Linked DNA regions of Danio rerio: region 1 is linked to region 2. Evidence: chromatin contacts called from public HiChIP or PLAC-seq data. All regions are on one chromosome and are shown on one strand. Each heading gives the region's core, a stretch centred on a gene start, on an enhancer-like site or on the middle of the called end of the contact. The rest is flanking DNA. Distances are from core to core; before and after follow the strand shown. Region 1 holds the start of nt5dc2 (5'-nucleotidase domain containing 2). Region 2 holds the start of gpr173 (G protein-coupled receptor 173).

Evidence for each region. HiChIP or PLAC-seq counts read pairs in DNA pulled down with a chosen protein or histone mark.
Region 1: an H3K4me3 HiChIP or PLAC-seq map of embryo shows a contact between it and region 2, with 2.1 times the contacts expected there. The contact joins the promoter of nt5dc2 here to the promoter of gpr173 in region 2. A contact is called at or near these places in 2 of 4 datasets of contacts at active chromatin or transcription factors (embryo and gastrula embryo).

What each region holds. Positions count from the first base shown.
Region 1 is chr8:25,532,496-25,536,205 of GRCz12tu, forward strand. It overlaps nt5dc2 (5'-nucleotidase domain containing 2), which reads left to right and starts at 1,289. Exons shown (of 14, transcript NM_001077143.2): 1 at 1,289-1,752; 2 at 2,086-2,270. The coding sequence starts at 1,383. ccdc22 (CCC complex scaffolding subunit CCDC22) reads left to right here. Exons shown (of 16, transcript NM_001025485.1): 16 at 1-165.
Region 2 is chr8:25,309,009-25,312,380 of GRCz12tu, forward strand. It overlaps gpr173 (G protein-coupled receptor 173), which reads right to left and starts at 1,548. Exons shown (of 1, transcript NM_131498.1): 1 at 385-1,548. The coding sequence starts at 1,548. The coding sequence ends at 385. All of the region lies in intron 2 of foxp3b (forkhead box P3b), which reads left to right.

The DNA.
Region 1 (3,710 bases), core at 39-2,538, 220 kb after region 2:
CAGATTTTATATATGAAAACATGTTAATTTTTCCACTTGCTGTCCTTGGGAAGTTATTAACTTATTTGACAAAATATTTCTCATTTACATTACACTCCTATCTAATATAAATGTTACTTTAAGAAACTTTTTAAAAAGTAAAAGCAATAAAATCATAGGCCTAAATGGGGTAAACACACACACACACACACACTTGTTTGTCACGTGGGCCATGTGTTGAAATCTTCTTTTGATGTAAAAGGTGATAACGACCATTTTTTTCCACACAAAAATGTCCCAAAACCACACGTTCCATCTGCGTTTACGTGTTTGGCGTGTGGTTTTTGTTTTCCCTGTTTTCTGTAATCATAGTTGCAATTAAGTTTAGGAATTAAATTTTATACCCGAAATGTTTTTGACAATATATAACGGTGATTCGGTTATTTTGATCAGGATTCTTCTGAGTCTGTCAAACAGTCCTCTGCAAAACTCTAGCCACACCCTGTTCCTTACGTTTTCAATGAATGTTGTATGATTTTCAATCTCGATGCAGCTGGAATAAGCTAGTTATTTCCGATATAAAATGACCATTTAGCAGCAACATTTGCGTCTTTACTCCCTTTAATTTATGTCCTGTTATTTATAACAAGTTGTGAATCAAATGAATGTGTGTAAAACGTGATTTCAGCACGACCTGAAATCGACTAATTGAAAAAATGTGTGCATTTCGGAAGAGTTTCATGCATAAAACCAGATTTGCTATCTTTTAGGATAAGACAGTAAGATAAGTCGAACACATGGTCAGCAGAAGTAAATCAATTGTTTTGCCATTGCACTAAAGCGTCCCATGATGCCTCCCGTTTGTTTCAGTGTTTATGCTGCAGCGGATTTGTCTATCAGCGCTCCTGACATCTGCAGTGAAACATGCAAAACTGAAAACATACAAAAAAGCTTCAGGAAAAAAATGTTTTTGAAGAACAACCCGATCCTTTACTGTTGTTCTAGTACATACATGCCAGCGTCTCCAAGAACAAAAACTGTCTTAACCATATTGGTCACGTAGCGCATGTAGGCAGTTGCTATGTCGTTTTGACCAATCGCGAGGCATGAAATATTGCAAAAAAATATATATCCAGGAAACGTATTGGTTGAACAGGCATGTAAACACGTTTCCCCCTAAACCAAACCCCTAAATGAGCGACGCGTCAATGTCCGCGTCTTATTGGCTCAACCAACCGTCAATCATTATATGTTTGTCGTTTGATTCGATAGCTCTACAGCTTGTGCCCCACCCAGCGATGCCCTCAACAAAGCTCTATCAGTTCCAACAGCAGTGGTTGTGCTGAACACGCGGGGCAAGTGCGAATGAAAGAAGTAAACAACTTCGTTAGGATAGTTTAGACATGGCTTGCAAAAAAATAGGAAGTTTTAGTAACGCAATGTGGCAAAGAGGCTCCAGCTGCAGAGTTTCCCTTTGCGCAGGATTGAATATTCCTGCTTTTGCATGCGGGAGCTTCACCTCGACTGGTTCAACAATGAACGGACAGAAATGCTGCAAAGATGGACAAAACTGTGGACCGACGAAACACTTGGCAGCTAATCATAATCCGGTTGCAGCACCAGTCACATCTCACAGACACCAGTTTGTGGGCAAAAGTAGAGGCGAAGAATCCCTGACCAAATCTGGCAGGGCTTTTTCATCCACGGCCCCGCAGATCAACAATAAAACATACCTGTGGGCAAGATACAATGAGATGAAACGGCTCGTGCACGGTATGTTGATATAACTTCAGTTCTTAAATGTGATCATCTTTAATATTTGCACGGGCTCCAAAACTCGTTCGTCCTCTTTTCAACCCTCCTAAAGAGGCGCTGGCCTCTGGACATTTTGTAAACAACTGCCAACTGCCATTCACATGTCCAGAGCATGATCGATGTTTTTTAATTCACCATAGCCTCCGGTCTAAGAAAGATGGGCTTATTTGCCATGTCTATGGACAGTTAAATAAATAATTTACACATTATATATATATATATATATATATATATATATTAAATAATAATAAATAAAAAAAATCAACTTTAAGGCTCATTTCCTCGTTCCAGATTTGATTCCTCCAGGAGTGTGCAGTCTCCTGAACCCCTCCACCATCTACGCCAATAATGAGGTGAATCTGGAGGAGGTGGACATCTACGGCTTTGACTATGATTACACGCTCGCACTTTACTCCAGCGCGCTGGACGAGATGATCTACAACAAGGCGCGAGAGTTTCTTGTTCAACACTACAAGGTTCGAGAAATACAGTTAAAACCTATTATTTGGCCATGAAACATATTGTTTGCATATTTTGTTGTTATTAAAGAAAAAGTATGTAAATATGGCATATTATAACAGTGTTATAATGAGGTAATACGCAAGAAATCCGTTCACACAGAAAGCGTTTGTGCGTCTGACGGGAGATGCAGGGAAGTGGATTGAAATCTCGTTGAACTTATCTTAACATCAGCTCACTGAGCTTTCAAAACACACAGTGCGCAATAACAACTGTCCAACACTTTTGTCTATCTGCATTTACTAAAGTACATAATTTAGAAACAAGCCATGAACAAAAACGTGTCTAGCACAATGAAAGAAAGGTCTAGAGAGGTGGTTTTTAAAAGAGTTAAAAAAAAAATCTATATGTAAAGGACTTGACATTTTTACAGAGCAAAACAAAGCAATATATTCCAAGTAGAATGCAGAAATGACATAACAATTTTGCATTTAAAACGCAGTATTGCAGAATAAAAAAACATGTCTAGAAATGCAATTCGTTTTAAAAATTCAAGTAAAGATTTATATAGAAAACCATCCGCTGTTTAATGTAGAAGTGACAAGAAGTGACATGACAGAACCAAACCTACTTTTGTCTTTTTAACTTAAAAAAAGAAATAAAATGCATTTTGTTTTAACTCTTAATCTTAATACCTAAATGGAAAGAGCTAGCAAATTTTTACTCAGAAAAAAACATTTAAGACTGCAGGATAGTGGAATAACAAATGTTAGGTAAAGACTGAATGTATTTAATTGTACACTATCGGTCAAAGGTTTGGGGTCAGTTTTTTTCATGTTTTTATTTTGTTGATCAGGGCAGCATTTATAAAATGTAAAAAAAAAAGTTAAACTGTTAAATATTTATTTATTACTTATTATATGTAGCTTCAAATGAAATTATTGCTCCAGTCATTATTGCTTTTATTACTATTACCATACCAATAATGCTAATAATAACAGTAATTCATATTACAGTGATTTCTGAGGAATTATGTGAGTGAAGAAGCTAAAAATCATCATTAAAATTACAGCAATAAATAATAAACTACTTTTAAACAGTTATTTTATAGTGCAATAACATTTAACAATTTGTACTATATTTTTTATTAAATAAATGCAGCCGTGGTGAGCAGAAGAAGCTTATTTTAAAACATTTAAAAACCCTTGTGTGTGTATATAAACATCTGTTTTGCATTTAAAATGACAAAACACAGTAAAGTGGTATTTTATAAATATGCAAGGTCTACTTTTAACTAGAGATCTGTGCTATTAGCACATTGTAAAATATTCAAACACAACTGTCGAGAGTGTTAATGTTTCTGTTGAATAATAATGTAAAAGCAGCACAGTGAGATGCAAAACATGTGACATGTGAACAGCCCCTTAACATAAAGAGGTCATTCATACTGAATGCAT
Region 2 (3,372 bases), core at 298-2,797:
AGCCTTCATACATTCACCAAAAAATATAACACCGGCTTGGCTGATCTGCAAATTTGCACCACCCAAATAAGAAACATATGGTTCTTCAAACCAGTTTAGAGTTGATTACCAAACCACACATTAGCTTAGAGCCCATTTTCCCTTTAAAAATCATTAAGGTGACAGTAGATGCTTATTCAATGACATCCACCCCTTTAAAGCATCTTAAACTGAATCAAAGGCCACAACAGAACAACTCTTAAAGTTTGTCCATGTCTCCATCTTTAAAGACCTCTTATTCCCTCCCCCAGGCTGTCCACTTTTCAACCATCCAGAAGAGAAAGAACAGAAAAAACTAATAAACAACAACAACAACAAAAAAACATAATGAATGAACACTCATCTTCACATGACACAGTAAGGCTCACGGGGCAGTTGAGGTGGAGTTCTACAACAGGGAGGCAGGTGGGCCAGCAGACCCTTCTTCAGGTCCTTGTTGAGGAAAAAGCAGATGATGGGGTTCACACCTGCCTGGGCAAAACTCATCCACACAGTGGTGGACAGATACCGGTGCGGGATGGTGCATGCCTTCACAAAGACCCTCCAGTAACAGGCCACAATGTACGGGGACCAGAGCACCAGAAAAAACAAGGTAATGACATAGAACATCCTGCCAAGCTGCTTCTCAGCCTTAAACTCCTCCATGCCCAGTAGGCGTCTGTTCTGGTTGTGCAAGTTCTGCCTTATGCCCAATAAAGTGGGAGGCATTGGGCCACGGCCAAACCCAGCTATCCAGTTTGCAGCCGCCTGACCGGTGGCTCCAGGTCCATGAAAGGTCCAGTTTTGGCTGATGGCTGGAACCATCTGGACCGGCTTCATCTTTCGGTGCTTGTATTCAAACAGCAGGAGCTTCATGTACACCACATGAGTGGCCAGGATTAGCACAGCCAGCATTAGCATGAAGCCTAGCGTGTCGTTGGCCTTGAAGTAGCGATGTTCAAAGATACATTGGTCCTCCTCACGGATGAACTTGTACGTGCCGACGTCAAAGACAGGCGGGAAGGCCATGGCGACTGACAGTGTCCAGACCATACACACCACCGCAACACAGGTCCAGAAGGTCATTCGCTTGGAGTAGAAACGATGGTGGGCAATGGCCATGTAGCGTGTGACACTGATGCAGAACAGCATGAAGGCAGCATGGAAGCAGAAAAGGACGGCCATGAAGGCCACCACCTTGCAGCTGAGCACGCTGTAAGTCCAGGCCGAGCCGTTCTTGATGGACACCAGCACGAAGGGAAAGCAGACCGCTGAGCGAATGGTGTCGGCGAGACAGAGATCCAGAAGAAAGTAGTATGGTGCCTTGTGTAAGGCTCTGTCTCGTAACACCAACAGGGATACCACTAAGTTGCCCACCAGGCTGATGCAAATGATCAGGCCTAGAAGGACGAGTTTCACATAGGTGGAGACGGCAGAAGAAGGTGCTCCACCCATCACTCCACCTGTTGTGGACACCACGGCCGCCAAGGGGTTCCCAGGCCCATCGCTGCTTGCGTTTCCGTTGGCCATACCTTTTGCTGCTGGAATCGCACCCCTCCTCCTTCAACTCCTCCTTTACCTCCACTTCCTCCACTCCCTCCTCCACCTTCGCCGCCTCCGGCTGAGCTGTCGTCCGTCCTCGTGGTTGCCTTTCGTTGTTGTCTCAAATGGAAGGAGAGAAGCTTGATCTGCATTGCCCCATTTTGTACAGTTCTCTTTGGAGCGTCCTTTCAAATGTGCCACCTCTCTTGGCCTCGACACCTATGAATAAAGGACAAAACATTTGTTACTGTTGTTTTCTCACACACAAATGCTAGTTTTTAAATGCCACAAACTCTACTGGCTTTCAGGGACAATTTAGCATTTGTGTAATGCCTGGGAGAAAGTTTTTAGGTCAAGAAGATTGAGCGAGCATAAAGTGATACTGATGCTGAGGGAAAAAATATTCTTCTTGATACCTTTAGAAACACTTTTTTTAATTATTATTTTTTACTTTGAAAATAAAACATGTAAAGTTATTAGTCAACTGAGGAAGGCACATATGTCCAATAGCAAACTACCAGTGTATATAGCGTTCCTAACTAAACTGAAACTTAAATGACTTAAATGAGAAAGGTTCAGGTTTCAAGCTAACCTAATTATGACGCATTATCACTCCTATAAAAGATAAATAGCAAGCTAATGTTAATGCAGTTTTGGCCTAGATGTAATGATGTAACCTTCGATTACATGTTCGTTAAATGTGCTTAAGGTAAACTGCAACTGTTTTTCTCATGTTCACCAGGTTACACCACCCTCATTCCTGTAACCACAGCATATGCTCTCAAAACAGTTTCTCACTATTTTCTAATGCTTAAAGGGGTGTCATTCTAGCCAGACAGAAATAATAATAAACTTGCCACTTCTAGAAAATCTGTATGGAAAATAATGCAGGGTATGGAAATGTTTTAAAGGTTTAATATATGAAAAAACAAAACAAGAAATACAGCTTTGATTAAACCGAAATCACACCAGCCCACGTGCGTAGTTTAGCGTCATGCCGCATGAAGAGGCCTTACTGACCCGGTGTTTTGCACAAGTTGCACATCTTCTCTAAAGTGCTTCACTTATAAAAGCTCATGTTTTACACTGCTCATAATGTACCCAAGTTTAATAATTAATTTGGGGTATTTATAAGCTAGAGTTTCAAACTGTACAGTCTTAAACCCTGGATTGACATCCATTTTTGCATATTTATAGTGTCAATAGGAGCTTCCCACCCATTTTCCTTACTTCCTGTGGCTCTGGTATTCTGTGAAAATGTAACATCAGTTTTTTGGGGAGGTGGCCCAGGAGCGCAGTCGACAACCACTGGGTTGTTTAAAAAAACACACACTCAAATTCGCATAAACACAGTCAGTTATGTATATTAACCGAAACAGGTGGTGTTTACACACTGTGGGTATACATCAAACAACATGTAAAAATGAATTTAGCATAATAGGTTTCCAGCACTGTGTGAACAGCCTTGTGAAATTGCAGTCTCACACTAAACCTTGTAAAGAAAAAAAAAAACACTGGCTCAGCTCCGAGTTCAGTACCGCTGTGAAATGTACATTCATGAAACATTTATTTCTAAAATGAATAAATATTAACGGTTTTAAATGAAAAGCAAGGCATACATTCATATCTGTCACATTTCAAAATATATAATATAGGATATAATAATAAACAAAGCGTCAGTTCTTTCTTAAGTTATGTACTTCCCAAGTCCCCATAAAATTAAATAGATTTCTTTGGGTTACTGTGAATTAAAGTCTTAAAGTGGAAGTGAAGCAGTCAGTGATGTTTACATTATTTTGTTAATTGATCTCC